Linked DNA regions of Dromaius novaehollandiae: region 1 is linked to region 2. The links are chromatin contacts, called in public Hi-C maps. All regions are on one chromosome and are shown on one strand. Each heading gives the region's core, a stretch centred on a gene start, on an enhancer-like site or on the middle of the called end of the contact. The rest is flanking DNA. Distances are from core to core; before and after follow the strand shown.

Region 1 (6,983 bases), core at 1,849-4,348, 150 kb after region 2:
ATCTTCACAGACAGAACAGCCAAGACTGTTGGAAATGTTAAAATGGATTGAGAAGCTCTAGAGGTTTGGAAGTAAAACTCTGAATAAAGAATGTTTAGCAAACCTTCAATCTGGAGAATCTCATTCTCTCCAGGTTAGCTTTTATGTGCGTAAAAGAGAATAAATATTTGCTGATTTAAAGACCAAAATGCAGAGACTGAAATGGAGATTTGTAGCCTTTGTTCCCACAAAGGAGTGATTATAGTGGGTTGTGCGTTCTCTGGATTGAAAGCAGAAGGTAAAGCAGAGAACTACTTATGCAGAAACTTGGACTGGAAAACTCAGAAATACCAGTGTATGTTTATCCAGAGCATGAGAAATTGTCAGAAAGGAATCCATTATTTGCTTTGCATGAATAAGGATATCCAAGCAGTTTGCAGGCTTGGCAACATGCTATCACACTTGCTTGTTGTTCCCATACTGTTCGGCAACCTACATTCACCTGGAGAACTTTAAAATGTCCACCTAACTCAAAACACTCACTGACAGTAAGTCAGGTAATACAAAACCTGTCTCAAGTACAAACACATGCTGTTCACCATGGACTCAATTCTATGAAATGAGTACCTTCAATATCTGTTGGCTCCAGTTTCTGTATTTATCAAAAGGTATTTGGCTTTTTGGCAGAATTCATTCTTTTCGGGATGTCTAAAAGTTGTCTTTGCCTCCTCACAATATCAAGTCATTTGACCAAAAGACATGAAATTTCTTTTGTCTCGTGTTGTTAGGCCTAGCTTGCTCAAGGTAGGCCAGGCACAGCTCGAACTAGAAAGAGAGGAGCGATACGGCCGTGAATGTCTCACTGGCTCCTGTTAATGGGAAGACACAGAAGGGGCTAAGCCACCCTCTGTGCTTCCAGCCCATGTCACACCAGCCATTCAGTGCACGAAAGCACTAATGTAGTTGTGACTTTAGTATCTCCACTTCAAACTGCAAATATACAACAAAATAACTGGTTATAAATCATATATTTTAATTAGAAAACCATGAACCTGATAGAGCTGCAGGTAATGAAAGAGAGCTGCCTACACATGACGAAGATGGTAATCTCAAAGGAAGGCCAATCTTGTAAAAATAAAAAATCTTTTTGTTGTGCCTTATGGCTTGATATAAAACTCACTAAAAGCCATGCGTGTCTTTGCATTTATTTTAGTAGTGTTTGAATTAGGCTTTTTTTTTAACCTCCTGGAGAGTCTTTAGAGTTTTAATGATATTGGTGGGACCCTGGTGCTTCGGTGTGTACCTGTGAGAAATGCACGTCTTGCAGCCCAAGTTCACAAGCAGCTCTGGGGTATGTACAGGGTTTGCTACAAAGCAGGGTCCCAGTCCAGCAAAACGAGACATGCTCACACATTCGTTCCAAGGAGGTTAAACCGGCTTGAGTTCCAAAGTGCTAAAATAAACAAAAAAAGCTCTAGTTTTGTTTTTTTGCCAAAAAATTACAGTATCTGAACTGTATGCCACAATAACAAATATTTTGTTTAAAATAGGAATTCATCATCTTTCTGTGGTCGGGGAATGGAAGGAGCAGGCATGCCGACCAGAATTACACCATCTCTGGCTCAGCTGGAGAGGCTCAGTGGGAAAACCCAGGAAGCCGGGCTTCTGTCTGGTTTCGGCTAACGGAGAACACGCGTCTTTTGGAGAAGCAGCACGAGCTGTGCTTCAGGACAGCACCTCCTTGGAGCACCTTCTTGTGTCCCACCAGATCTGCCCACCAACATTGTCCTCAATTCCTCCCCCAGACACCACAATATGCTTACATTATGTGATTTTTGTACCTTGTCCCAGATCTTTAGTTTGCCTAAGACGGAGCCAATGCTTTTTATTTTAGTGAAGAGCTAGTAGGCGAATGATTCTCCGCTGTCAGCCTTACGGAAGGGGCTGAACCGCGGAGGGCTGGCGACGCTGGGACGCGGGCGGTCACAGGAACCACATCCTCCAGCTGCCCCCGCACATGCTTTCCTTCGGCTGCTGCCCCAACAGCTATGTATTTGCGGCCCCGAGCCGGCTTTCTGGCCGGTCTTGCAAGCCTCCTCCTTCCGCACAGGATGTTCCCGGAATCCAAGAAACAATTTTTATCTCGCCGCGGGCTGTCTTTTACAGGAGGGGAGGGCACTGCCCCCAAGGCAGCCGCTCGCCATCCCATTGTATTTCTCCCTGTTTGATCTCTCCGAGATTAAAGTTCAGTATATTTCAGGACAGTTATATTGCTGAGGTAATATAAAATTATTAAAAACAGGGAGAGAGAGACAATATTGTGACCGCACATCAAAAGCCCTTTAAGACAAAGGAGGGAAAATTGACTGGAAACTAGAATTATTAGAAGCATCTGTGGTGTCCGTTATTTAACAGTGCAACATGTTGTGGTGTCTCTTCCAAACCGGCAACCTGGCACTGCCTTCATTTGCTGCTTTGTGCCCTAAAAACCTGTTTTCCTGCTCCGGCAGAGGGGTACAGCAACGGTTGGGTGAAGGATTTCAACCTTGAGGCACAACCAAGGGAACGTTTTCCAACGCCGCAACCTGCAGCAGCCTGTACGAAGAAAACGTTGGGTTGTTTTTTCGCTCATTGGTGGAATTTAAAACAAAACAGAGGTATCTGTTAGATTCGCAAGAAGCACGTGCATTTATCAACGCAGCGGTACTCGGGGTACAACCTGCGTATGTGTGTTTATATAGGCGGGTGCATGTATTTATACACACTCAGATGTTTTCGGGACTCATTCCCATAGTTTACAAAGGCACAATAACATTTTGAAACAGTAACTAACAGGAACCATGACAACACTCATTCGCAGTCACCCTCAGTGTAAACAGTTAAGTGAGTTTATTCGGGTAGATCCAGACCTGCAGACAGCACAAGTGCTGCCTCTACGCTGCCGTCCCTATATGGGTCCCTATAGGAGAAGCATTGCTCCCCGTGGGGGAGCCAGATGACGAGCAGAATACCTCATTCTTGAGGGGGAAAGAAAATCTTTTATTTTTTTTAAGATTTTTCCGGAAAAACCCAATCCTCACAAAGAGGACAAGGGCCCCTCCGCGCCGCGCCGCGCAGTCAGCAGGTGAACAAAATGGCGGCGCGGCGCCGTTGCTAGGCGACGCGCGGGCCGGGACGCGGCGGCGGGCGGGCTCGGCCGTGCCGGGGCGGACCGGTGGGTCCCGGTGCCGGTGCCGGTGCCGCCGCCATCATGTGCTGCCGGGCCCGGCGGCTGCTGGGACGGGAGTACCGGGAGCACCGAGCCGCCCGCCTCTTCGTGAGTAGCGGCCGCCGCGGCGGGGCGGCACCGCGTGACATGGCGGCGGGGGCGGTGGACGCCGAGCGCGGCCCGCTCCCCCCGCTCCCCCCCGGGCCGTGAGCTGCTGCAGCAGTTCCAGCAAACCCTGGGTTCCCCCATTTTGGGCGCGTTGGCTTTCTCGCCTTGCCGATGCCCAAATTTCACCGCCAAGCGCTGCGGTGTCCCGGGGGTGGAAGGGAGCCGGGTCGCGGAGAGGCCGCTGCCACGAAGATATGGGCCGCACTGCTGTTACTGCGTTCAGTAACATACTGCCCTGTCTCTGAAGTGCTTCCAGGCAGCAAGGAACTTGGAAAGCTCCAGAGATTCATTTAGTCCTGTGTTTTTTTCTTTTTTTTTTTTAAGATGAGTACTTAACGGCTGAGATTTATCTTCTTTCCGTTCGTCGCAGGGCATTTTTGCCAGGCCCGTGAACGATAGCTTCCTGGAGTGGTTAGCTGAAGTCCAGGGCCTCAAGGATTCGCTCTGGGAAGGTCTGTCGTACACCTAAACACAAAGCATTTGCAATAGCACGTGCAGCTTGCACATGTATTTCTGTCGTTTCATCCTACAGGATTTGCTAAAAAAGACTTAAAGCAGGTTTAAGAGCACAATAGCATCCAGTCGGCTTTTTTTTATTAGTTAGCACTAAAAACACACTAGTTTTTAGTGCAGCGTCTTTAACACACAGCATATGACGTCTGATCTCTGAGCAAATGCTTTTGGTCTTTTAACATAATGAATGTTTTTTCATTCATGCTGCAGTTTTCCTAGGGGATTGAGAAAGCTGCACACAACGATGTGGCTGAGCACAGGAATAAACAAAGCAAAACTGCTCAGATATAAATCTGGTGCTCTGCTTGATAAATGCAATGCAGTGGCTTACAGCTAATGTCTTTTTCTGTGACAGGGGCTGTTCTTCAGCTGTCACTGACATACAGTGAAGAGTACAATGACGTCCCTCCGACTGTTAAGTTCAACACCATTCCCTTCCATCCCAACGGTAAGGGTTTGTGGGAAAATCACTAGCCACGTGTTCAGATGTTTTGGAAGTGTTTAACTTGATATTTCAGTTCCTTATACTAGCATTTCTTTAGTAAACAGGAATGGGTTCGGATTGCCTCAAGAAACAGAGTCCAGTTCTTCAAGCGTAGGATTCTCGCCTGTGTCTAGATCTTTGTTTGCGTGTTCAGGCCGCCCCCGGGATGGATCCATTTCACCTGTCTAACTGAAGGTCCCTCTGCAGAACCTGCTGACTCCATGTACATTGGTTTAGCAGTAACTTTCCACAGCACACAGTGAGACCACAGGGGACTGGAGCTCTTCAGATCCCGGGGTAGGAAAGAGAAGGAGCTGAGACAGTCACCTTCCTCTTATGGCACCACGACTGGTAAAAGAGATAACAGCATTCTCCTACCATTTGCTGATAGCAGTTATTCCTAAGCTCAACTGCTAGATGTCTGTGGTGCCATAGCTCTGAGGGAGGTTATCACTTTTGCATATGACAGTTTTTTTTAATGGAAATTCCCAGGGAAGTTGTGTATGAAAAGCTTCTCTGAAAGCACACTGTTTCGTATTATTTGGGTTGCAAGTGCGCTCATTCAGAATCGTGGTTTGTCCACACTGAGTCACTCTTTTATCTTTACTGCAGTGTAGACATTACGCAGATACCTAGCGCATCTGCCAGTATGCACCTCACTGCAGGAGGGCTGCAGATCCTGTCTAGAAAATCTGGTGAAAGTTCTGGTGCGTAGCTCCTGCTGAATTCCAGGTTTCTGTGGCTGAGTTTCTGCTGATACCTGACCTAGATACTGCTGCCACAAAAATTTGCTTCTAAACTTTTGCTGTGCTACTTCAGCCACTTCTCTTGTACAGTGGCTCTGCATTTTTTAAGACTAAACATACAATGTTCTGAGCAGAAATCCTCTCCTTCCTGGCAGGATCTACCAGGACTGCCTGGGTCTGGGCACTGGCTCAAACAAGCATCTTGCTATAATTCCTCCTGTGTCACACCATGTTTCGTTTGGCCTAATCCTGCGGAAACAGTACAGCGGGACAACTGCTGAGCAGTGTGAACAGAACTGTCATTTACTGTGAACATGGTTTTCTATGCGTATGGGCAGCTGCTTTGCCGGATGGCCGTGGATGTGTTGAAAAATAGCTATGCCAATGCCATGAGGATATTGCTAGAGGAAAAGGAGGAAACTGAAAAGTTAGGTTTTTAACATGACTCCACACAGTGGCACTGACGGCTGGGAGAGGGATACAGAGCTGTAAGGACCCCGGTCGGAAGTACAGCTGTGGCTGTGGAAGATTCATATTCTTAGAGATCTGTACTGAGTTCGCTAGCAGTGCGAGAGCTTGCTTCTCACTGAGAAGAGGATGCTCTCCTTCCTCGGGAAGGTCACTGCCGCTTCTCCCTTGTCACTTGGAGAGCTGCTTGCAGAGCCTGGTGGTTCCAGTAGCTCCTGTTGGGATTGGACAGGCTGTTCAAGGACAGCAGCTCTGTGACCGAGCTGCCTTACCGAGGGTGGGATTCTGGGTGTGTAAAATCATCATTAATTCCAGCCTTCAAGGGGGTGTACACATCTGTGTGCTGGCATTTCCAAAGAGGTCAAATCCAGGCAAACGAGCTTGGGAGCATTAGAGAAGTCACAAATTAAAGATGATCTGGACGCTAGACTGATACAGCAGGGCACAGTACCAGAAATTGAATGTTTTTTTTCCAAAATAGATTTGCATAAGCCTTATTCTGAAAGAGAGCTGTTTTTTTTTCCAAAGACAGTTGGAATCGGATTGGTCAGACGTAGGATAAAGAAATAAAAATCACTTTTGTGTGTGGGCACATTAGTTTATGCTGCAACATCTCAAATTCTAAGGAAGTTAACATTCCTAGATAGCCAAGCCATGAAGATTACACAAGAAGCCGTAAATCTGGTGTTTCCTAATTTTTGAGTGCTCAACATTGCAATATAAATAATTCTCCTTTCAAACATTGCTTTTTAGGCAATTTCTTTTAATATACTTAATATCCTGCAATATAATTTATGTATTTATTTTCTTATCTAGTAGTTAGACTTAGTCCCGAAAATATGCAGACCATATACAGAGCAGGATCAAGTCTTAACACAGCTACAGCTTTGTGTCTGTAGAAAAGCTGCTGCTGTGCATGGTGCAATAGTTGCATACGGTGCAAACACTGGGTTGTTCCACGCTGGTGCCGAAAGAAGGATCATGTGCTTTTTCTCCCTTATTCTGCTGTTGCAGCAGCTGGCAGAGATACGGGAGTGCCTGGTTTGCATGTTGTGTTTCGTGCTGCTGACTCTAAGGCGGTTGTGTTTATTCACTGCTGGCTGCTTCATGCCTGGTTGTTCAGCTCCGCAAAATAATGCTGCTCAAAGGCATTTGTAGAAGGTGGCAAGCACCGAGCTGGGGGTAGCTCTCAGTTCCTGGTTTGCTCCTGTAGTGGTCCAGAGCATTTAAGCTGCAGCTACATCGGGTGGATGGTGTTGAATGAACAGCTCTTTGCCATGGAGGAGAGGAGGACACTTTGCTTTTGCCAGTCCTTGGGCTTCTCTGGCCTCCCAGTGAGGCAGTTTTGCTCACTAACCTGACAGAAAACTATAAGCAAGAAGGAAAGTGTGTACAAGGAGGAAATATTTTTTCAGAC
Region 2 (6,542 bases), core at 1,377-3,876:
CCAGCTCACTTGCACTTTTCCCCTCTGCCAGTCTGGAGAGCTGAATAATGAAATTCAGACAACGGTGACCAAACGCTGCTCCGCAGAACTTTCCTGCCCCAAAACAGACGAATACACCCGGGCTCCAAACCTGCAGGGAACAAAACTTTCAAACCTTATGGAAATAAAAGAGTAAGCCGATGCAGTGACTTCATCTCCTTTATCAGATCAGAGCCATTTTCACTGGAATTGAAGTGGATTTTAGAAAAATTATAAATAGAGCACAAGAATTAAAAAAATCCCACTGAAGCCATTATTGAAATACTGCTTTATTTCCAAAAAAACACAACCGCGTGAGCGGAAGCTAAATTTCATAGACCTATAGAGACAAAAAACTTCATCCTCCTCGTAATTTAAGGAATTGTTGTTGCGGATATAGGTGTGCTTTTATAATAGCCAGGAAAACAACTATCTTAACTTCTGCGCTTGTGACTGTAACGGGGACAGGCCAACGCACTGTGTAGTCCGGCTCTGACAAACGGCTGTAGAAAATGACCACAGATCTGCTGCAGTTCGGCTGTTGCAGGGTCTGGGATTTGTCCCTTGAGGTGCTGAGCGCTCTCAGACCTCATCGACATCCGAACGCGTTAGTCCGCTCAGCATCTTGCCAGATGAGGCCCTGTATTTATATAACAAGAAATACCCACTGTGCTCCAGATCTGCTGCCGGAGTGAGTGGAATTGCATTCACTTAAGCCCATTGCAAATTCAGCCACTTGAGTCAAAATAAAAGGAGCCAAAATATATAAATCCAGCAGACAAAGTTTATGGGGGAACTAAAGCAAACATTCAACATCAAGATTTAGTGCAGCCAAGTTGTTGTAACTAAACGGGGTACCTTACATCATTTGTGTCCTAGGGGCATAGTCTCCATTTTAGTGGTGTGCTAAACTCACACTGATATGGATAAAAGTTTTACATGCCGAATGAGTGGAAAATACGAGATGTTAGATGGTACACTACAAGTCTATAAACCTGATACCTAAAACCTGCTATCACGGTTTTGCCAGCCCCCTGCTAACTTCCATGCAAATTCCACCAAGGGACCTTTCGTTCGGTTTGTCTCAATTCAAAGTCTTAAAGGCGAATTGAAATGCTGCTGGAATAAAAACCTGCTCAAACTGCCAGATCCCTAACAAATTCCCTGTGTAGACTCACAAGTAAATACATTGAAAAGGCAAATGCTCAGGCCTTCTTATTAACCTGTCAGCCCAGGAATGCTGGAATCTATTTTTCGCCTGCAAAATTTGTGACTTTCTTCTTCCTCTAGTGACTGAAGTATTTTACTGCTCTCCATTCCTGGCAACAAAGGTGATATTGTTTAAGAAGGTGGTGAAACCTCCCTCGTTCATGCTGATGACTGCAGCACCCCTTACCAATTAATTTATGGGGAGAACTGGGAGATGTAGAGCCGATGCCACTGCTCGTTCCTGGCAGAACCACTTACTACAAGTTGATCTGGGGCGGCCTGCAAAGTCATCTAACTCGTTGTAAAGGCATGAATTAAGATAGTTGAGCGTAACGTTAGCTGAGCTTTCCAAACTATCGCCTTAATCATCTCCCTGAATCGGATTTTGGAGGACTGGGCTGACTGATTCCTTGTACAAAAAGAAAACAAACTCTGTAAGAGAGACCTTGGCTCCTTTGAAGTTAACGAGGAGTTTCACCTGAAATTACCTGAGATATTTTGCAAAAGTGCAGACTGGTCATGCCTGAACGAAGCTGTAAATCCATTACCTTCTTTTCAAGACTCACTCCTGGGGATAATGAGCAAGTCAGAGATAAAACGCATGCAACTCCTTCCTCCCGAAAGATGCCTGCAAAGCCCAGTGTCTGAAATGGAAATAGCCAGTCCACGTGATCACCTGCGAGCATTGCTCTTACACGCTTCTCCCGTTGCCTGTCCTGCTCTGCACTGTGTCTGGTTGTTAAATTAATGCTTTGAAAGTGCCCGGCACAACGGGATACCAAATTTAATGAAATGCTGGGGCGCCAGCACACAATTACAAAAATAAAATAATAACAGCAACAGCAGCAATAAAGATAATGTGTAAAATGCGCACCGATATTTGCATATGTTATTAAGTAGTTGCTCGTGTTTGTGTCCCATTCTATCACCCTCAGTTTTTCAGAAGGGTAAAATTACATATTATGGAGGGATGTAATTCAAGGATATAAAGAACAGAGTCCTTCTGCTATATATATAAAATTCCAGTGTAATACATATATGAAAGGGAAAGAATTGTGGTCTATTTCAAGGCTTTTCCTTTTATCTTTTCCATAGTCTCCTGCCAATTTTCAAAGCACTCCCAGATCACTGGCTGAGCTAGATTGTCCGAACGAGATTACACTGAACCTCCTGACGCTCGCTTCTGCCGGTCCCTAGGGCTATAGCCTGTCCTCTGACCCCTGACCATGCTCTCCTCCAGCGTCCAGCCCTTCGCTTTCCTCTTAAGGCAAAGCAAAAATTTCGGTCGGAGAAGGAGACGGAGCTGCTCTACAGGCTGGCACAAACACCTGCTCAGTGGCCGAACCTGCTGGCTTCCAAATAGAAAGAGGTCCCCGGCGGGGGATGCGTCTCCCACTGCCTACGAACGTGCTCTGAGCCACCGCAGCGTCTCGCCCGCTGACCTGCCGATTCAGGCAGTGAAAGGTAGGTCAGAAACGTCCTGACAAGGACCAGTACTGGATCTAGCTCTTAACTAAAACCCTGCATCAAGTGCAATCCATTACCTCTCTGTCTTTCGGTATCTGTTCTTACCCCGGTTGAAAACACAAATCCTGAAAACAAAGTCTTAACTGCTTAAGAGTTGTCCGTGATGATGACCAAGTTTATCAACCATTTTCTCATGCAACATGAAAAAAATGGAAAGCTTTTGCTGCATGACCATATAAAGTAACAGGACTCACATGAACAGCATACACTCTTCATGTTGGCCAATGTATGCTTTTCTTAAACTGTCTGCAACGAGCTTTTACAAGGAAGCTAGCTTGCTGAAAAAAAAATCACATAGCAAGATATATGTTTTTCTTGCACATGCCTATTCTCTATACAGTGGTTGATTTTTTTTACATAATTCAGAAAATTGTCATTCATATCTCCTGTTCGTTTTAAAAAAAGATATTATTGTTTGCATTGCGCATGTTCCCAAAAGCTCAGGTAGAAAATGGAGGATGCCTCAAGTGAGACAATGTCTCCACATCCGTTAGACAGAAGTCCTGTCCCCAAAAACTGACAATGTAAGCAAAGATACATGTAAATCTCCAACCTTTAAAAAGTAATACCAATTGTCGTTTTCTGGATTATGTTGGCATTTAAAAATCATTGATGAAATCTCAGCTATACACATGGTCCTCCCATGGATTGCAGATGCTGTGAATCCAAGAATGCTGCTTTGCAGGAGCAGAATAAACATCCTAGCCTCATCTTGAAACTCCACTGTAGAAGCCTTAACATTTTGGTTTAATTGTATTTGAATTTCTAATGGGCAAAGAATGAGCGATATGGCCCCAGATGGTCAAAATGAAAAAAAAAATTGTTTAGACTAATAGGGATACTAGTGAGAGATGGAAAGAAAAATGAGGAGTCTTTTACAATGTGACATGATACTTAAGAAGACATTTTGTCAGTAACTACAAAAGTGTAATGTTTCTTTTTCAGTTTGCTGTACTTCTGACACTATTCTCTTACTACATCTTGCTTATCATCCTCTTGTTAGGTTTATTGTACTTACAAATCATTCCCAGACAGTCAGCTTCTTAGCTATCTTTTCATTAAAAACAACGAGAAAGAAGAAAAAAGTTATGTGTGTAATACATTTTCCCTGCGGGAACTAATTCCACAAAGATATTGACTACAAGCCTTGCGTTGTTTTAAAATATGTAGACATGCATCAAACCGGCGATTCGTCTCCCCCGAGTCACCTCTGAAGTCTTATCTGTGCATTACATCTCCGCGGTATCCTGCAGATCATGTAGGAGAAATTGTCTCTAATCCCTCCTCCCAAGCCAGTGTTTATTCTTACCTTGACTACTTTCTGCCATCCAGCAGTTAAAAATACTCTGTACTATTCACTTTGTAGTATTTAGGGTTATGTCCACTCTAGCGCTTTTGTTTAATATATTTCTCGTTCTTCCACTGTGGTATGACAGACTGCTGCACATTAAAGGAAAAGTAGGGAGAATAGTTGTATTGATTTCAAAATGTTGCAGATTAAGAGCAGATGTACTACGTATTCCCCAAATGTATGTTTTAACTTTCATTTACGTGCTGTGCTGAACAGTCTTCAAGCCCGGAAGTGATTTATATTTGCTAATTGCATGCGCTTTGGTAGATCTGCAGCTAAAAATAAGTGGCTTGTTTTTTAACTATAACTGATGTATCCTTTCACGCTGCATGTATCCAGCATTTAGAAGCTAGCTCAAGACTTTGCAAATCTGCAGTTAGTTTCCTGATCTGCCATAGACTTCTTTTGTATCCTCATGCACTCGCCGTGGGTTGTTCCTGGGCGCAGCTCAAAGGTGTCTGGACCTCACAGACATCTTGCCTCATTATACAAAAAACAGAGAGATTAAGAAACTATTTTATGTTACAGCTAAATGAGTTTAATGTCAGGTTGCCGCCAAAAGCAGCAGCTCCATCATTCCTGCCCCACCCTGGAATAAGGGTCCCAGTCGCCTGCGTTGGGTCTAACACTAGAGCAGCTGCGTGGAGGGTTGGCCCAGCTGGCTGATCTCAAAAAACATCTTTCTTTTTTTGTCAGAGGGTTCATTTTCCACTGGACCAGTCGGCTGAATGAACTTCTCACGATGAGATCAGCTTAGAGAGAACTTGCGATGTAACCCTCCAGAGGGCCAGGGCAGCCACAGCGAATCCAGACTAGTGCTGCCAAAATCCTGCCTCAGCTGTATGGCCTGACCTTCCCACTGTCATTAGCTCTAGTATTAATGCGACTAGATGGCCTTAATGGCCCTGGCCAACCTCACCTAGGGTCTCTACCCACACACCCTGCTCAGGGGCTCTGACTTCCTGGCTTGACCCAGACCTGTTGTGTCACCATGGACCTGCCTGGCGATTTCTGGGCTGTTTCTGACCTGGCTGCTGCCAATGGACCTGATCCTGACCTGCAGATTGACTTCCCGCCTTGATTTCAGACCTGCTTCATCACCACGAACTTGCCGGATGCCTGTTGGTTGAGCCTGGCCACCACCCCTCGGCCTGCCTTGCTGGGGTGCCCTGGGACGGGGCTCAGGCTGGTGAGGCCCTGGCCCTGCTGGCTGTGTCACTGTGCTTGGTTCCCTGTCCCTTAGGGAGCTGCTTGTCCTCATTGCTCCCTGTCAATAAGGTGGTAGGGACCTAAACTGGCAGAAACCTCTTCACTCTATGAAGGGAGAATTATCTGTCAGCCTATCTATCTCTTGAACCATCTCAGCTCCTTAGTGAGTCAGAAACAACGTGTGGGACTGAGAAGACCAGGTAGCTGCAGGGAAAGCCAACAATGTGGGTCATCCTTAATCTTGACTTGGATCAGCTCTGTCTGGTATGGAATGGTTTGGTTTCATGGTTAGTTTAAGCTGATCTAAGCTCATCCTGCTGCTGGAAGGGAAGGTCCTGTGTGGCCGTGCAATTGTGAGAGCTGACAGGAGGAAGGCAGTGGGACTGTGTGACTGGGAAAGGAAGCGTAGGGAGAGAGGTGGCAGCATGATTAGCTTAAGCCAGCGATGAAACTACATTCGAAGGCATCTCAGAGCATGGAGGTGAGAAGTCTTGCACCTTGAACAGAGGTTCATAGCTACAAAGTAAGGAATGCTTTAGAAATTCAATCCCTCCCTGCTGCAAACATGGGCACTCAGGCCTGGGCAGCGGGAAGTCCCTTCCACGCACGTTGAGTCCAGGTCCTACCCCAGCACTCAAAGTACTGAGCTAGGCTTACCTTTGTCATTTAATCCATTACGTATGCTTATTTTAGTGTTAGAGCTTTGCGAGGAAGTGGATAATCCATTGTCACTGTGCTCCTCAGTCTGAGGAGGAATGTGTGTGTTTGCATGGGTGAGGAGACGGTGGTATCAGGCCCCAATCTCCTTTCCTAGCACATAGCTAGATGCTTTTCTGGGTTTGTTTCTCCTCTTAAAACTAAGCTAAGTGTCTGACAAGAAATACCAGATTCATATAGCGGAAAAAGAAAGCATGGGGGAGGAGGAGATCTGATTTAGCAGGAAGTTAGGAGGAAATTCCTTTAATCTTGTCCTGGTTTTCACTCTGCTTATGAACTTTTTATTAAACCATTGACTTTTAAAATCCTAAACATAACCTAAAAACCCCAGGAATGAGACCATTCTCCTGAATAAAAGGTAGTTTTCACTGCCAGTAGCTTCAGTCAGTTTTGGCAGTGTCACTTGACTTCAGCAAAAGAGCACTATTCACTACTGAGTGTCTGACCACAGACACAGCTATGCTATAACATACAGCAAATTGGTACTTTGCGCTGGCAGAAGGGAAGGAAC

The links. A called contact is a pair of places that touch in the nucleus more often than the background predicts.
Region 1: a contact with region 2 is called in a Hi-C map of brain, with 2.8 times the contacts expected there. The contact joins the promoter of UBE2U here to the promoter of ROR1 in region 2. A contact is called at or near these places in 2 of 4 Hi-C or Micro-C datasets (brain and liver).

The regions. Positions count from the first base shown.
Region 1 is chr8:40,156,774-40,163,756 of bDroNov1.hap1, forward strand. UBE2U (ubiquitin conjugating enzyme E2 U) reads left to right here and starts at 3,099. Exons shown (of 10, transcript XM_026111605.2): 1 at 3,099-3,295; 2 at 3,726-3,807; 3 at 4,224-4,316. The coding sequence starts at 3,230.
Region 2 is chr8:40,002,902-40,009,443 of bDroNov1.hap1, forward strand. It overlaps ROR1 (receptor tyrosine kinase like orphan receptor 1), which reads left to right and starts at 2,627. Exons shown (of 9, transcript XM_064516312.1): 1 at 2,627-2,691.